Regions from separate parts of the Sus scrofa genome. Here region 2 is linked to region 1. The links are chromatin contacts, called in public HiChIP or PLAC-seq maps. All regions are on one chromosome and are shown on one strand. The core of a region is the stretch at or near the end of the contact, and the rest is flanking DNA. Distances in the headings are between cores, read along the strand shown. Region 1 has its middle 12 kb from the start of DPPA3. Region 2 has its middle 27 kb from the start of NANOG.

Region 1 (6,969 bases), core at 597-3,096:
GCGGATGCAGCTCAGATCTGCCATTGCCATGGTGTAGGCCAGCATCTGTAGCTCTGATCAGACCCCTAGTCTGGGAACCTCCATGTGCCATGGGTGTGGTCCTAAAAAGCAAATTTAAAAAAAAACAAAATGCTTGAGGAGTTTCCATTGTAGCTCAGCAGTAATGAACCCAACTAGTATCCATGAGGACTCAGGTTCGATCCCTGGCTTCACTCAGTGGGTTAAGGATCTGGGGTTGCCCTGAACTGTGGTGTAGGTCACAGATGTGGCTCACATCCCGCGTTGCTGTGGCAGTTGTGTAAGCTGGCAGCTGCAGTTCGGATTCGACACCTAGCCTAGGAACTTTCATATGCCCTTAAAAGCAAAATAAAATAAAAAAATAAAAAATAAGGTTTGAAGACATGTATCTTGAATCCTGAGGTTTTAAAGTGCGTCCCCCATTTGCCCTTGTCCTCCTGCCCCATTCCAGTCCCCATCCTGCCTCTACCCACTGGATACCAGAAGCAGCACCCCTCCCCCAATAACTTCTACAGATGTCTCCAGACGTGGCTCAGTGGCCCCTGGGGACACACTGCCCCATTTGAGAAGCATTGTTCTAGTGTATCAACATGGCTTTCCCGGTTCCCATTGCAGCCGAATCTCTGTTTGGAATTCTGATTCCCTCAGCAGTCCCCTCAGCTCCCTTTCATCCAGATCAACCAGGTTTTTATTTTATTTATTTATTTATTTATTTATTTTTCTCTTTTGGCTGCCCTGTGGTCCATGGGGTTCCCAGGCCAGGGATCAGATCTGAGCCTCAATTTCGAACTAAGCTGCAGCTGCTGCAACACCAGATTCTTAATGCACTGTGCCGACCGGGAATTGAACCTGCATCCCCGGGCTCCTGAGATGCTGCCAATCCCGTTGCACCACTTTGGGAACTTCCAGATCAACCAGGGTTTCTTTAAAAATTTATACATACATATGTATAAATACATACAAACACACATGTATATACATATATACATTTATATACATACAAATACATATAAACACATGTATTAATTATTATATATATACTTAGGGCCACACTCATGGCATATGGAAGTTCCCAGGCTAAGGGTCAAATCAGAGCTGCAGCTGCCAGTCTATGTCACAGCAACAGCAATGACAGATCTAGATGCATCTGTGATTTACACCACAGCTCACGGCAATGCCGGATCCTTAACCCACTAAGCAAGGCAAGGGATCGAACCCGCAACCTCATGGTTCCTAGTCGGATTCGTTAACCACTGCACCACGACGGGAACTCCAAACATAGGCATTTTGATCAGAGGATGATTTTCTTTTTCGTAGAGCAGATATTTTCATTTTCTTCTGCACAAGTTAGCCCCCATCCCAAGGACGGTTTGCAGCATTGGTGGAGGTAGTGGTGGAAACAGTTCTCCTTTATTAAAGATCATATTTTCACTTGGTCATTTGAGCCTCTCTGAGTCCTTTCCTGCCTGTGGACAGGCTCCCTGGAGAACATCTTTGTGTTTCTCTTGGATAGAAGTGAAAGATGAGCTCTCATCACGTGTTTCAGGCATGAAGAAAGCTTCACTTTCAAGTTCTCTCTGGGTGCCAATCCTGAAACTTTGTAAGAACCCTGCTTCTCCTTAGTAGGCACAGCTGACCCTGGCTTTCATGTGCTTGGGAACTGGGCCCACCAGGATCTACAGTTCCTACCAGGTTAGATGCGTTAGAGTCAGGAACTTTGCCAGTTTCAATCCTGAAGGACCCTGCCTTCCGGTTTTAAGTTCATCCTAGAAGAATAGCGAAGATGAATTTTAGAGTTTACCTTTTAGCCATTGTACACGCTCCAATGGCGCCATCTGCTGCCAGGAAGGGGAACAACACTTTATCCGCCTTTTAGAAAGGAGGGTGGAGGAATTCCAGTCGTGGAGCAGTGGTTAACGAATCCGACTAGGAACCATGAGGTTGCGGGTTGGATCCTGCCCTTGCTCAGTGGGTTAAGGATCCGGCGTTGCCGTGAGCTGTGGTGTAGGTCGCAGACGCCGCTCGGATCCCGCGTTGCTGTGGCTCTGGCGTAGGCTGGCAGCTACAGCTCCGATTCGACCCCTAGCCTGGGAACCTCCATATGCCGTGAGAGCGGCCCAAGAAATGGCAAAAAGACAAAAAAGAAAAAGAAAAAAAAAAAAAAAAAAAAAAAGAACAAGAAGAAAGAAAGGAGGGTGGAGCAAAGTCCGGGGGTGATTGCCTCCTATCTGCTTCCTTCTGGGGCTGTTTAATCAGAATTCTCCTGGATTGAGGACTGAGTAGCGTTTGTGGACCAGTATTTGTTTACATTTTAAGTCTGCACCTGCTGTTAGAGTAATAGTACTCCAACTTTTTCCCCCTTTATAGCAAGGTTTTACTTAGAGTCAATTAAAAATACATATATAACTCTAAAGACATTTTTCCTCAGATATTTTTGGTATGTTGTAATTTCCTAGGAGTTTCTTCATTTTTATTTTTTAAATTTTATTTATATTTATTTATTTTTGTCATTTCTAGGGCCGAGTGGCACATGGAGGTTCCCAAGCTAGGGGTCTAATCGGAGCTGTAGATGCCCGCCTACGCCAGAGCCACAGCAACGCCAGATCCAAGCTGCGTCTGTGACCCACACCTCAGCTCACAGCAACGCAGGATCCTTAACCCACTGAGCAAGGCCAGGAATCGAACCCGAAACCTCATGGTTCCTAATCGGATCCATTAACCACTGAGCCACAACAGGAACTCTGCTACTGTTTAATTCTGTTGAGAAACTATTAGGTTCTCTGAAACAATATCATGACTAAGGCACTCTGTTTCCCTTTTCTCCCTGTGGACAAGGAAGAATGCTGAATGTAATGTTCAAGCATGATTTCTAGAGATAAAGCCACAATAGTTAATGCATTTGCTTTTTTCTCTTCTTCAGAGTTAAAACATTCTCTTTTGATTTAAACTGGTTTATTGTAACTATATAATGTAACTTAAGCCACCTCAAATCTAGTTTGGAAATTAAATATATATATCTATATATATCTATATATATATATCTATATATATATATATACATATATATATTTTTGCCTTTTCTAGGGCTGCTCCCACAGCATATGGAGGTTCCCAAGCTAGGGGTCCAATCGGAGCTGTAGACGCTGGCTTACGCCACAGCCATAGCAATGCGGAATCCGAGCCGCGTCTGCGACCTACACCACAGTTCACGGCAACGCCAGATCCTTAACACACTGAACCAGGCCAGGGACCGAACCCAAAACCTCATGGTTCCTAGTCAGATTCGTTAACCACTGTGCCATGATGGGAACTCCGGAAATGGTTTGATTTTAATAATTAACATCTTTCTCAAAACTTGAAGGCTGTTCCCCTGTATATTTAGCAAGGAATGGAAACTTGCTCATCTGTATCACAAGAGACATTCATGTTTCAGATATTTGAATCTGCTGGTAAACTAATCTTTGCCCCAGCAAATTTTATCTATTTAAAAAATGTGTTAAACTTAATCATTGTTTGCTTCTAGCTCTCTTTCACAACCTCAAGTCATTGTTCTCATTGTTCTCAGAAGTAGCAATTAGATTCACTTGGGCCACATGCAAAGAATACCTATTCTGGGTCCATCTCCAGACCAGTTAAATCTGAGTTTTCCAGGTCAGGGTTGAGGCAGAGAAAAAGAAAAGAAAAAAAAAAATATATATATATATGTATTATAAAAATTATACACATATAAGAATAAAAGGAAAAAAAATTATATATAGGTACAAATTTCCCAGCCGATTCTAACATGTAACCAAAATTAGGAACTACTGCCCTTGCTTTCCGCCAGTATCTGTAAAGACAATTTTACCTGAAATCTCTTGTCCACATTTCCTCCTCAAGAGAGAGAAAAAATTAACTCTAGAGCAAACCCTGTATGCAGCTCATATGCCTCAATTTCCAAACCACCATCTTCTTCTTCTTCTTCCTCTTTTTTTGAAATTTCTTATTACAATATTTAATTATCTGCAGCAGCTTGATGATTGTAGGATCCCAGTTCCCAAACCAGGGATTGAACCAGAGTTGCTTCAGTGAAGGTGCCAAATCCTAACCACTAGACCACCAGGGAACTCCTGATACAATCTTTAATTTTTACTTCCAAAACCTCTCCAGCTGAGAAGGTAGAATCAGTGTGATGTTGAGGGCAGTATGTATATACTAAACTCAGGCAGATAATAAATAGAGAGCAGGTCTCAACTGGGTACAATTTTGTCCCCCTCCCCCATGCCCCAGGGGATATTTGGCAAAGTCTGGAGCCCAGTCTGGAGGCATCTCCTTGGAAGACACAGCTGAGGAACGCTATTGCCACCTACTGGTAAGAGGCCAGGGATGCAGCTAAACTGCTGCTAGCCCAGGGCAGCTCCAAAGCAAAGAATTACCCCATCCAAATGTCAGGAGTACTGCTATTCAGAAACCCTGATACAGATTATATTTTCCAGTGCCCTTAAGTCCAGAATTTTTTACTCCTTCATGTTCCCTGGAGAAATCGAGCCTACCTCTCCCAGCACATTATAATTACAGATTTAATACTATAATTAGAAGGTGAATAAAGGAGTTCCCATTTTGGCTCAGCAGAAACGAATCTGACTAGGATCCATAAGAATGCAGCTTCGATCCCTGGATCCCTGGCCTCGCTAAGTGGGTTAAGGATCCGGTGTTGCTGTGAGCTGTGGTGTAGGACGCAGATGTGGCTCAAATCTGGTGGTGCTGTGGCTGTGGTGTTGGAACAGCAGCTACAGTTCCAATTTGACCCCTAGTCTGGGAAACTCCATATGCCACAGGTGCAGCCCTAAAAAGACAAAAAAAAAAAAAAAAAAAAAAAAAAAAAAGTGAGTAGACAATTGCTGAGGACTAAATTTAGGAGAGCAAAGGGGGAAAAAAACTTTTGCATCAGGAAAGGGATGAGGAGACTTAAGGATATTGACACCCTCTCATACTCTCCAGAGTGGTTTTCATATTTGTCATGACTGGCAGCAGAGAAATAAAAATCTCCTAGAGAGCAGAAGAATAGGAATGATCACACATCTAGTTTTTTTTTCTTTTTCTTTTAGGGCTTCATCTGTGGCATGTGAAATTTCCTGGGCTAAGGGACAAACCAGAGCTGCCGCTGCTGGCCTGTATCACAGCCATGGGAACAGGGAATCCAGCTTGTGGCAATGCGAGATCCTTAACCCACTGAGCAAGGCAGGGATCAAACCCGCATCCTCAAGGATAGTAGTCTGGTTCTCAGCCCACTGAGCTACAACAGGAATTCCCTGATCACACACCTATATCCGGATTCATTCACTGATTTGGGAAAAACAGACATAATTTCAGAAACCTTAAAAAACACACACACAGGAGTTCCTGTCATGGTGCAGTGGAAATGAATCTGACTAGGAACCACGAAGTTGCACATTCGAAACCTGGCCTCACTCAGTGGGTTAAGGATCCAGCGTTGCCTTGAGCTGTGGTGTAGGTCACAGATGCTGCTTGGATCTGATGTTGCTCTGGCTGTGGTGTAGGCTGGCAGCTGTAGCTACAGTTCAACACCTAGCCTGAGAACCTCCATATGCTGCAGGTGCGGCCCCAAAAGCAAATATATATATTTTAAAAATAAAAATAAAAATGGTAAATTTTATGTCATTTTAAAAATCACAAACATTTTTTTTAGTTTAAGGAAATTAATGAAATAATAAGCCAATACAACAAAGAAAATCAATGGAGTCAAAAATTTGTTCTTTAGGAGTTCCCGTCGTGGCACAGTGGGTAACGAATCCGACTAGGAACCGTGAGGTTGCAGGTTCGATCCCTGGCCTTGCTCAGTGGTTAAGGATCTGGCGTTGCTGTGAGCTGTGGTGTGGGTTGCAGACGCGGCTCGGATCCCGCGTTGCTGTGGCCGTGGTGTAGGCTGGTGGCTACAGCTCCGATTTGACTCCTAGCCTGGGAACCTCCATATGCCACTGGAGCGGCCCTAGAAAAGGCAAAAAGACAAAAAAAAAAAAAAAAAAAATTTGTTCTTTAAAAGAACTAATAGGGTGTTCCCTTGTGGTGCCATGGGTTAAGGATCCAGCATTGTCAGTGCAGTGGCTCAGGTCACTTCTGTGGTATGGGTTCCATCCCTAGCCCCGGAACTTCTGAAAACCCCAGGAGAAGACAAAAATAAAATAAAATAAATTTACACAAATTCTGATTTAATGATTGAAACACATAACCATTCTATTCATTGTATAGGCTTAAAAATTATAAGAGTTCCCTTGTGGCTCGGTGGGTTAAGAACTGGACCAGTATCCATGTGGACGTGGGTTTGATCCCTGGCTTTGCTCAGTGGGTTAAGGACCCAGCCTTGACAAAAGTTGCGCCATAGGTCACAGATGTGGCTTGGATCCTGAGTTGTTGTGGATGTGGCATGGGCTGGCAGCTGCAGCTCTGATCTGACCCCTAGCCTGGGAATTTACATATGCCCCATGAGGCCCTTAAAGAAAAACTTATAATAAGAGAAGTTCTCTTGTGGTGCAGTGGGGTTAAGGATCTGGTATTGTCACTGCTATGGCTTGGATCGCTGCTGTGGCTGAAGGTTAAATATATATATATATATATACACATATATATGTATATTTATATATAATAAGAGAACTTGACACAATAACATGGCTATTATCAAAAAGAAAAGAGATAACAAATGCTGGTGAGGATGTGGAGAAGAGTGTTTTGCTGAAAGTCTTAAATTTATTTATTTTTTTTTGCTTTTTAGGGCTGCACCCTCGGCCTATGGAAGTTCCCCGGCGAGGGGGTGAATTGGACCTCAGCTGCCAGCCTACACCACAGGTCACGGCAGTGCCGGATCCCTGACCCACTGAGCTAGGACAGAGAATGAACCCACATCTTCGTGGATACTAGTCAGATTAATTTCTGCTGTGCCACAAAGGGAACTCC
Region 2 (6,937 bases), core at 4,354-6,853, 76 kb before region 1:
TAATAAAACTAGGTTGTCCAGAACCTCTGATGATAGAATTATTTAACTTTATACCAAAAAGGATGGGAAAGCACCAAAATCCTCCTATGGCACATGCCCAGGCCACCTTTGAAGGGTTCATGCTGAGAGACCGGAAGTTGTCCACACAAAAAACATACCAGCAGGGCCTTTGGTAGTTCTGTGGGACCTAAATGTCTGTGGCAGGATCAAGCGAGTTTGCTGTATGGAGGAACAGAAAGTCATTGTGAAAGTGTGGAAGGCACAAAGCAGAGTCAGAACACTAAAAAAACGAAGTGTTTTGAGGGATCAAAAAATCAAAAGCAGAGTTCCGTGGTAATGAGCCTGACTAACATCTAAGAGGACGGCAGTTCGATCCCTGGCCTCACTCAGTGGGTTAAGGATCTGGTGTTGCCATGAGCTGTGGTGTAGATTACAGACACGGCTCAGATCTGGCATTGCTGTGGCTGTGGTGTAGGCCGGCAGCTACAGCTCCAGTTTGATCCCTAGCCTGGGAACCTCCAAATGCTGTGGGTTTGGTCCTAAGGGCCTAAATAAATAAATAAATAAATAAAAGATGTAAGAGAACTCAATATGGTATCCGGGAGCTGAGGGGAGAGTGTGCAAGAAAGGACAAATTTGGGAGACTATCTCCCCAGAGGAGGTTCAGCTTTTTCTGGAAAAGGCATGGTTGCCATTTCCTGGAGAGCAGGAGAATTTGCTGGACTGCACAGCTGCCTCTGTACACAGATGCCAAATAGAAACGTGGAGTTCGAGGAAACAGAAAAAACAGCTTTAATTGTCAGTGAAAGGGATCGTGGCAGGCTAGTGCCTTAAGGACTGTGGCCCCCTGAGGGGGTAGTGAGGAGTCTTATAGTGTTTGAAGAGCAGGGCGTGGTCAGCTTATGAACAACTTCCTGATTGGTGGGTGGTGAGGTAGTTGGAGTTAGTGTCATCAACTTTCTGGTTCCTACCCCACTGGGGTTTATGGACTTGCAGTCAGCATAGAGTTGACTTCTTTCACCTGCTGAGAGCTTCAGCACCAGCAAAACAAATGAACAAACAAAACAGCTCTGGAGTTCCCATCGTGGCTCAGTGGTTAATGAATCCGACTAGGAACCATGAAGTTGCGGGTTCGATCCCTGGCCTTGCTCAGTGGGTTAAGGATTGGGCATTGCCATGAGCTGTGGTGTAGGTCGCAGACGCGGCTTGGATCCTGTGTTGCTGTGGCTCTGGCGTAGGCTGGCAGCTACAGCTCCGATTCAACCCCTAGCCTGGGAACCTCCATATGCCGCGGGAGCGGCCCTAGGAAAGGCAAACAGACAAACAGACAAACAAACACGGCTCCAAGGACATGGCTCAAATACAATCTATAGTCCTTGAGGAATCAAAGGTCCTTGACCTTGTTGAGTGGCTAAACTATTACTCCTCTGTCTTGCTTGACCGTTTTCCCTTTATTTTCTCACTTTTCTGATTAAATTGATTCTTTGACTAGTTTTTCTATGGACAAAAAGGCAGTTGAAGGACATGAGTTGGGGGTCCACTCTGGGAAAACCTCACAGGGTCCTGCTTGATTACACTCCCCAGGCAAGCAAGAAACAACTCTTAGGTACGCCACGGCTGGTGGCCAGATATGTGAGTATTCAGAAAGGATCAAGCTGGCAACAGGTGAGAGGCATGGGACCTAGTGGAGTGAGTGCCAACCCTGGCCAGGCTGTGAGGTGGGTGAGGGAGCCTGGGTTCTGGGTGCATGCCTGACGGGGAGGGGACACCCCCCCCAATGTTGTCTCATCTCCACTACTGACCTGTGATATAGCCACGGACACCAGCAGAAGCCCACTTCCCTCTACAATATCCTTCTAGCACCATCTACTGAGAAAAACTTCACTGTGCTTAACAAGCCAAATAGATGATTCAAAGGGAATTCCAGGCATTACCACAAAACAGGTCTTGAAAGATGAATTTGACCCACAGCAAATATAATACTCAATGGAGAAAAGCTGAAAGCCTTCCCACTAAAATCTGGAACAAGACAAGGATACCCACTCTCACCACTTTTATTCAACATAGCACTGGAAGTCCTAGCCACAGCAATCAGACAAACAAAAGAAATAAAAGTGTCTAAATTGGAAGAGAAGAGGTAAAACTGTCACTGTATGCAGATGACATGATACTACATATAGAAAGCCCGTGGAGTTTCTGTCATGGCTCAGTGGTTAACGAATCTGACTAGGAACCATGAGGTTGCAGGTTCGATCCCTGGCCTCGCTCAGTGGATTAAGGATCCCAAGTTGCTGTGAGCTGTGGTGTAGGTCAAAGACGCGGCTCTGATCTGGCATTGCTGTGGCTCTGGTGTAGGCTGGCTGCTACAGCTCCGATTAGATCCCTAGCCTGGGAACCTCCATATGCCACGGGTGCGGCCCTAGAAAAGACAAAAAAGAAAAAAAGAAAAAGAATACCCTAAGGACTCAACCCAAAAACTATTCAAACTGATCAACAAATTCAGCAAAGTAGCAGTATATAAGGGTATAAGATTAACATTCAGAAATCAGTTGCATTTCTGTATACTAACAATGAAATATTAGAAAAGGAACACAAAAATACAATACCTTTTAAAATTGCACTCCCCAAAAATCAAATACCTGGGAATACACCTGACCAAGAAGGTGAAAAACTTATATGCTGAGAACTATAAAACATTCATTAAGGAAATTAAAGAGTACACAAAGAAATGGAAAGGTATTCCATGCTCCTTTTTTGGGAAAATTAATATTGTAAAAATGGCCATGCTACCCAAAGCAATGTATATAGATTCGATGAAATCCCTATCAAATTACCCATGACATTTTTCACAGAATTAGAACAAACAATCCAAAAATTTATATAGAACCACAAAAGACCCAGAATTGCCAACGCAATGCTGAGGAACAAAAACCAAGCAGGAGGCATAACTCCCCCAGACTTCACACAATATTACAAAGCCACAGTCATCAAGACCATGTGGTACTGGTTCCAAAACAGACATACAGACCAATGGAAGAGAATAGAGAACCCGGAAATAAACCCAGACACCTACGGTCAATTAATCTTCGACAAAGGAAAAAGTATTTTCAGCAAGTGATGCTGGGAAAACTGGACAGCCACATGTAAATCAATGAAATTGGAACACACCCTCACACCATGCACAAAAATAAACTCAAAATGGCTTAAAGACCTAAATGTAAGACAAGACACCATCAAACTCCTAGAAGAGAACATAGGCAAAACATTCTGATATCAATCTTACAAATGTTCTCTCAGGTCAGTCTCTCAAGGCAATAGAAATAAAAGCAAAAATAAACCAATGGGACCTAATCAAACTGACAAGCTTTCGCACAGCAAAGGAAACCATAAAAAAAAAAAAAAAAAAAAAAAAAAGGGAGTTCCCGTCGTGGCGCAGTGGTTAACGAATCCGACTAGGAACCATGAGGTTGCGGGTTCGGTCCCTGCCCTTGCTCAGTGGGTTAACGATCCAGCGTTGCCGTGAGCTGTGGTGTAGGTTGCAGACGAGGCTCGGATCCCGAGTTGCTGTGGCTCTGGCGTAGGCCTGTGGCTACAGCTCTGATTCGACCCTTAGCCTGGGAACCTCCATATGCCGCGGGAGCGGCCCAAGAAATAGCAAAAAAAAAAAAAAAAAAAAAAAAAGGATAATTTACAAAATAGTGTTTCAAATGATGCAACTGACAAGGGCTTAATCTCTAAAATTTACAAACAACTTATACAACTCAACAGCAAAAAAGCCAACAACCCAATGGAAAAATAGGCAAAAGACCTGAATAGACATTTCTCCAAAGAAGATATATAGATGGCCAACAAGCACATGAAAAAATGCTCAACATCACTGATTAGAGAAATGCAAATCAAAACTACTATGAGGTACCACCTCACACCAGTCAGAATGGACATCAATAATAAGTCTACAAATAACATAATGCTGGAGAGGGTGTGGAGAAAAGGGAACCCTCCTGCACTATTGGTGGGAATGTAAATTGGTACAATCAATACGGAAAACGGTATGGAGGTACCTTAGAAATATATATATAGAACTACCATATGACCCAGCAATCCCACTCTTGGGCATATACCCAGACAAAACTTTCCTTTAAAAAGACACATACAGGGTTCCCATTGTGCCGCAGTGGAAACAAATCCGACTAGGAACCATGAGGTTGGAGGTTCGATCCCTGCCCTCGCTCAGTGGGTTAAGGATCCAGCGTTGCAGTGAGCTGTGGTGTAGGTCACAAATGCAGCTCTGTGGCCAGCAGCTGTAGCTCCAATTAGACCCTAGCCTGGGAACCTCCATATGCCATGGGTGTAGCCCTAAAAAAAAAAGATACATGCATCCACATGTTCATTGCAGCACTATTCACTATAGCCAAGACATGGAAACAACCTAAATGTCCATCAACAGATGATTGGATTAGGAAGATATGGTATATATGCATATATGCACAATGGAATACTACTCAGCCATCAAAAAGAACAAAGTAATGCCATTGCAGCAACATGGATGGAACCAGAGACTCTCATACTAAAGGAAGTAAGTCAGAAAGAGAAAGACAAATACCATATGACATCACTTATATCTGGAATCTAATATATGGCACAAATGAACCTTTCTAAAGAAAAGAAATTCATAGACATGGAGAACAGATTTGTGGTTGCCAAGGTGTGGGGAAGGAGTGGGATGGGTGGACTGGGAATTTGGGGTTAACAGATGCAAACTACTGCCTTTGGAATGGATAAGCAAAGACTGGGAACTATGTCAAGTCACTTGTGATGGAGCATGATAATGTGAGAAAAAAGAATGTATGCATGTATGTGTGACTGGGTCACCTTGCTGTGCAGTAGAAAATCGACAGAACACTGTAAATCAGCTATAATGGAAAAAAATAAAAATCATTATTAAAAGAAAAAAAAAAAGATTAAACTTGGAGCTGAGGCAGTACATTGATAACTGCCCCAAAAACGTTAGGTGTCTGGTCCTTGATGGACAGGATTTCCTCCCTCCACAACTCCCAAGCCACCTGTATTTCAGATACAATCCAAGTTGAAAAGTGCCATTTGGGGGTGGGTGGTGGGAGAGACCAAAAGTGTTTGTTCCATAAGTATGGCCAAGATTCCAAATGGCTGGCTCCAGCTGAAGCAAGGTTGGAGGCATCTGCTCAGGGCTGGTTAAATGAGACAAGGGAGAGGTCGAGGAGCGCCTCTGGTCCCAGGGCCTCCAAGTTGCGGGATGCTGTTGAGGACCAGGCTGAGGTGAGACCTGGGCCCACCCGCTCCGGCTCTGCGCCCTGGGTCTTCACCACTCCGTCATCCTTCATCACTTAGAAGCCCTCAGATGAGGATTCCCAAAGAGTGGCACCAACGAGTCTAGAAACAAATCCGCACCGGCAATTCGGGCTACGGTGGCGTCGGCGGCACCGCTGAAACTGCAGATCCCGGCGGGGGAGTGAAGAACGCGCAAATCGTCCGGCTCAGCCTCGGCGTGGCCCTGAGGTCGCAACCACCGCCTCCCCTTAACCGCAGACTACGGAAGCCGGCAAGCGAGTCCAGAGAAGGACCAAACTGCGGACGCTTCGAGAGGCGGGGCATCCGTCGAGCGGAATCACTAGCGAGCTGCCCTCACTGCGCAGGCGTGGGCGGCCGCAGAAACCCGCTAGACTGTTGGGTTCCATTTCTGGCTAAAATTCAGGGCGTGCATGGAACCTTGCATACCTTCAAATGCAAGTATTTTCCGCTTTTCTTATTCTGAAGAAAATTTTACTACCCTTTCTAGATTGGTAGAGACTTTGGGACTTAATTGGTAGGATTATATCACCTGAGTTGGCATGGATTTCAGAGATTAAATTGAAATCTCATTTTTTTTAAATTAAGGAATGAATCGACATAACTGGAACTGGCATCCTGTCTCTTGGCTAAGTGATCAAGAACTTGAATAACGTTAAATCCACAGCAAGGTATAAGGGTGCCAGTTTTTACACACTTTTATGAAAATGTTTTACTATGAAACTTTTACTCTTTATCAATCTGAAGTGAGAAAGGGATCCTGTACTTTAAATCTGCGTTTTTAGTATGAGATTGAGCATTTTTTTCACTCTTTGGGTTTTTTAAAATCCTTATGTATATAGCAGCGGAGGATATGTTTTGGAAAAGAAACAAGACAAATTAGGTAAAATTGAGTGTATAAAGAAACTAGTTACCATATAATCCAACATTTCCATTCCTAGGTGTATTACCCATGAAAGATGAAAACATGTCCACACAAAAACTTGTTCACAAATGTTCCTTGAAGGATTGTTCACAAAAACCCCAACTGGAAACTACATATATGTCCATTTATCCATTGACAGATAAATGGATAACCAAATGTGGTATAACCATATAATGTGACATTATTATGATTATAAAAAGTAATGAAGTACTGATACATGCTATGGATGTGGATGAACCTTGAAAACATAAGCCAGTCACAAAAGCTCGCATATTATATGACTCAATTTATATGAAATTTAAAGACCCAGCAAATCTATTGAGAGGAAGAAGGTAGTGGTGACCTAGAACTAAAAGGAAGAAAACAAAGGGGAGTTGGGGACACAGAGAGACAGGGAATGACTTCTAATGGGTGGTGATGGAAACACTCTAAAGTTAGATTATGGTAGTGGTTCCACAATGCTGTACAAATGCTAAAAATTATTGAATTGTATACTTTCATTGGGTGAACTCTATAATATATAAATTATATAAAAACACATCTATATACTACAAAGATCAAAACAAAGAGGAAAGTAATAGACTTAAGTGATTATAGTAAAACCTAAATGTTCTGGAGTTCCCTGGTGGCGTAGTGGTTAAGAATTCACCGTTGTCACTGCTGGGGTGTTCCCCATGTCGTAGGCTC

Evidence for each region. HiChIP or PLAC-seq counts read pairs in DNA pulled down with a chosen protein or histone mark.
Region 2: an H3K27ac HiChIP or PLAC-seq map of alveolar macrophages shows a contact between it and region 1. The contact joins two enhancer-like sites. A contact is called at or near these places in 7 of 47 Hi-C or Micro-C datasets (blood, embryonic fibroblasts, epiblast stem cells and 2 more) and 1 of 2 datasets of contacts at active chromatin or transcription factors (alveolar macrophages).

The regions. Positions count from the first base shown.
Region 1 is chr5:62,876,193-62,883,161 of Sscrofa11.1, reverse strand. No RefSeq gene overlaps it. Among named protein-coding and RNA genes, the nearest start is that of DPPA3, 12 kb to the right of the region's middle. Within about 2 kb of position 1,846, at least 18 of the 83 cell types and tissues checked have an H3K27ac peak or open chromatin away from gene starts, as enhancers often do. A contact at or near this core is called in alveolar macrophages, where this site is marked.
Region 2 is chr5:62,955,672-62,962,608 of Sscrofa11.1, reverse strand. It overlaps the pseudogene LOC106507524. Among named protein-coding and RNA genes, the nearest start is that of NANOG, 27 kb to the right of the region's middle. Within about 2 kb of position 5,603, at least 17 of the 83 cell types and tissues checked have an H3K27ac peak or open chromatin away from gene starts, as enhancers often do. A contact at or near this core is called in alveolar macrophages, where this site is marked.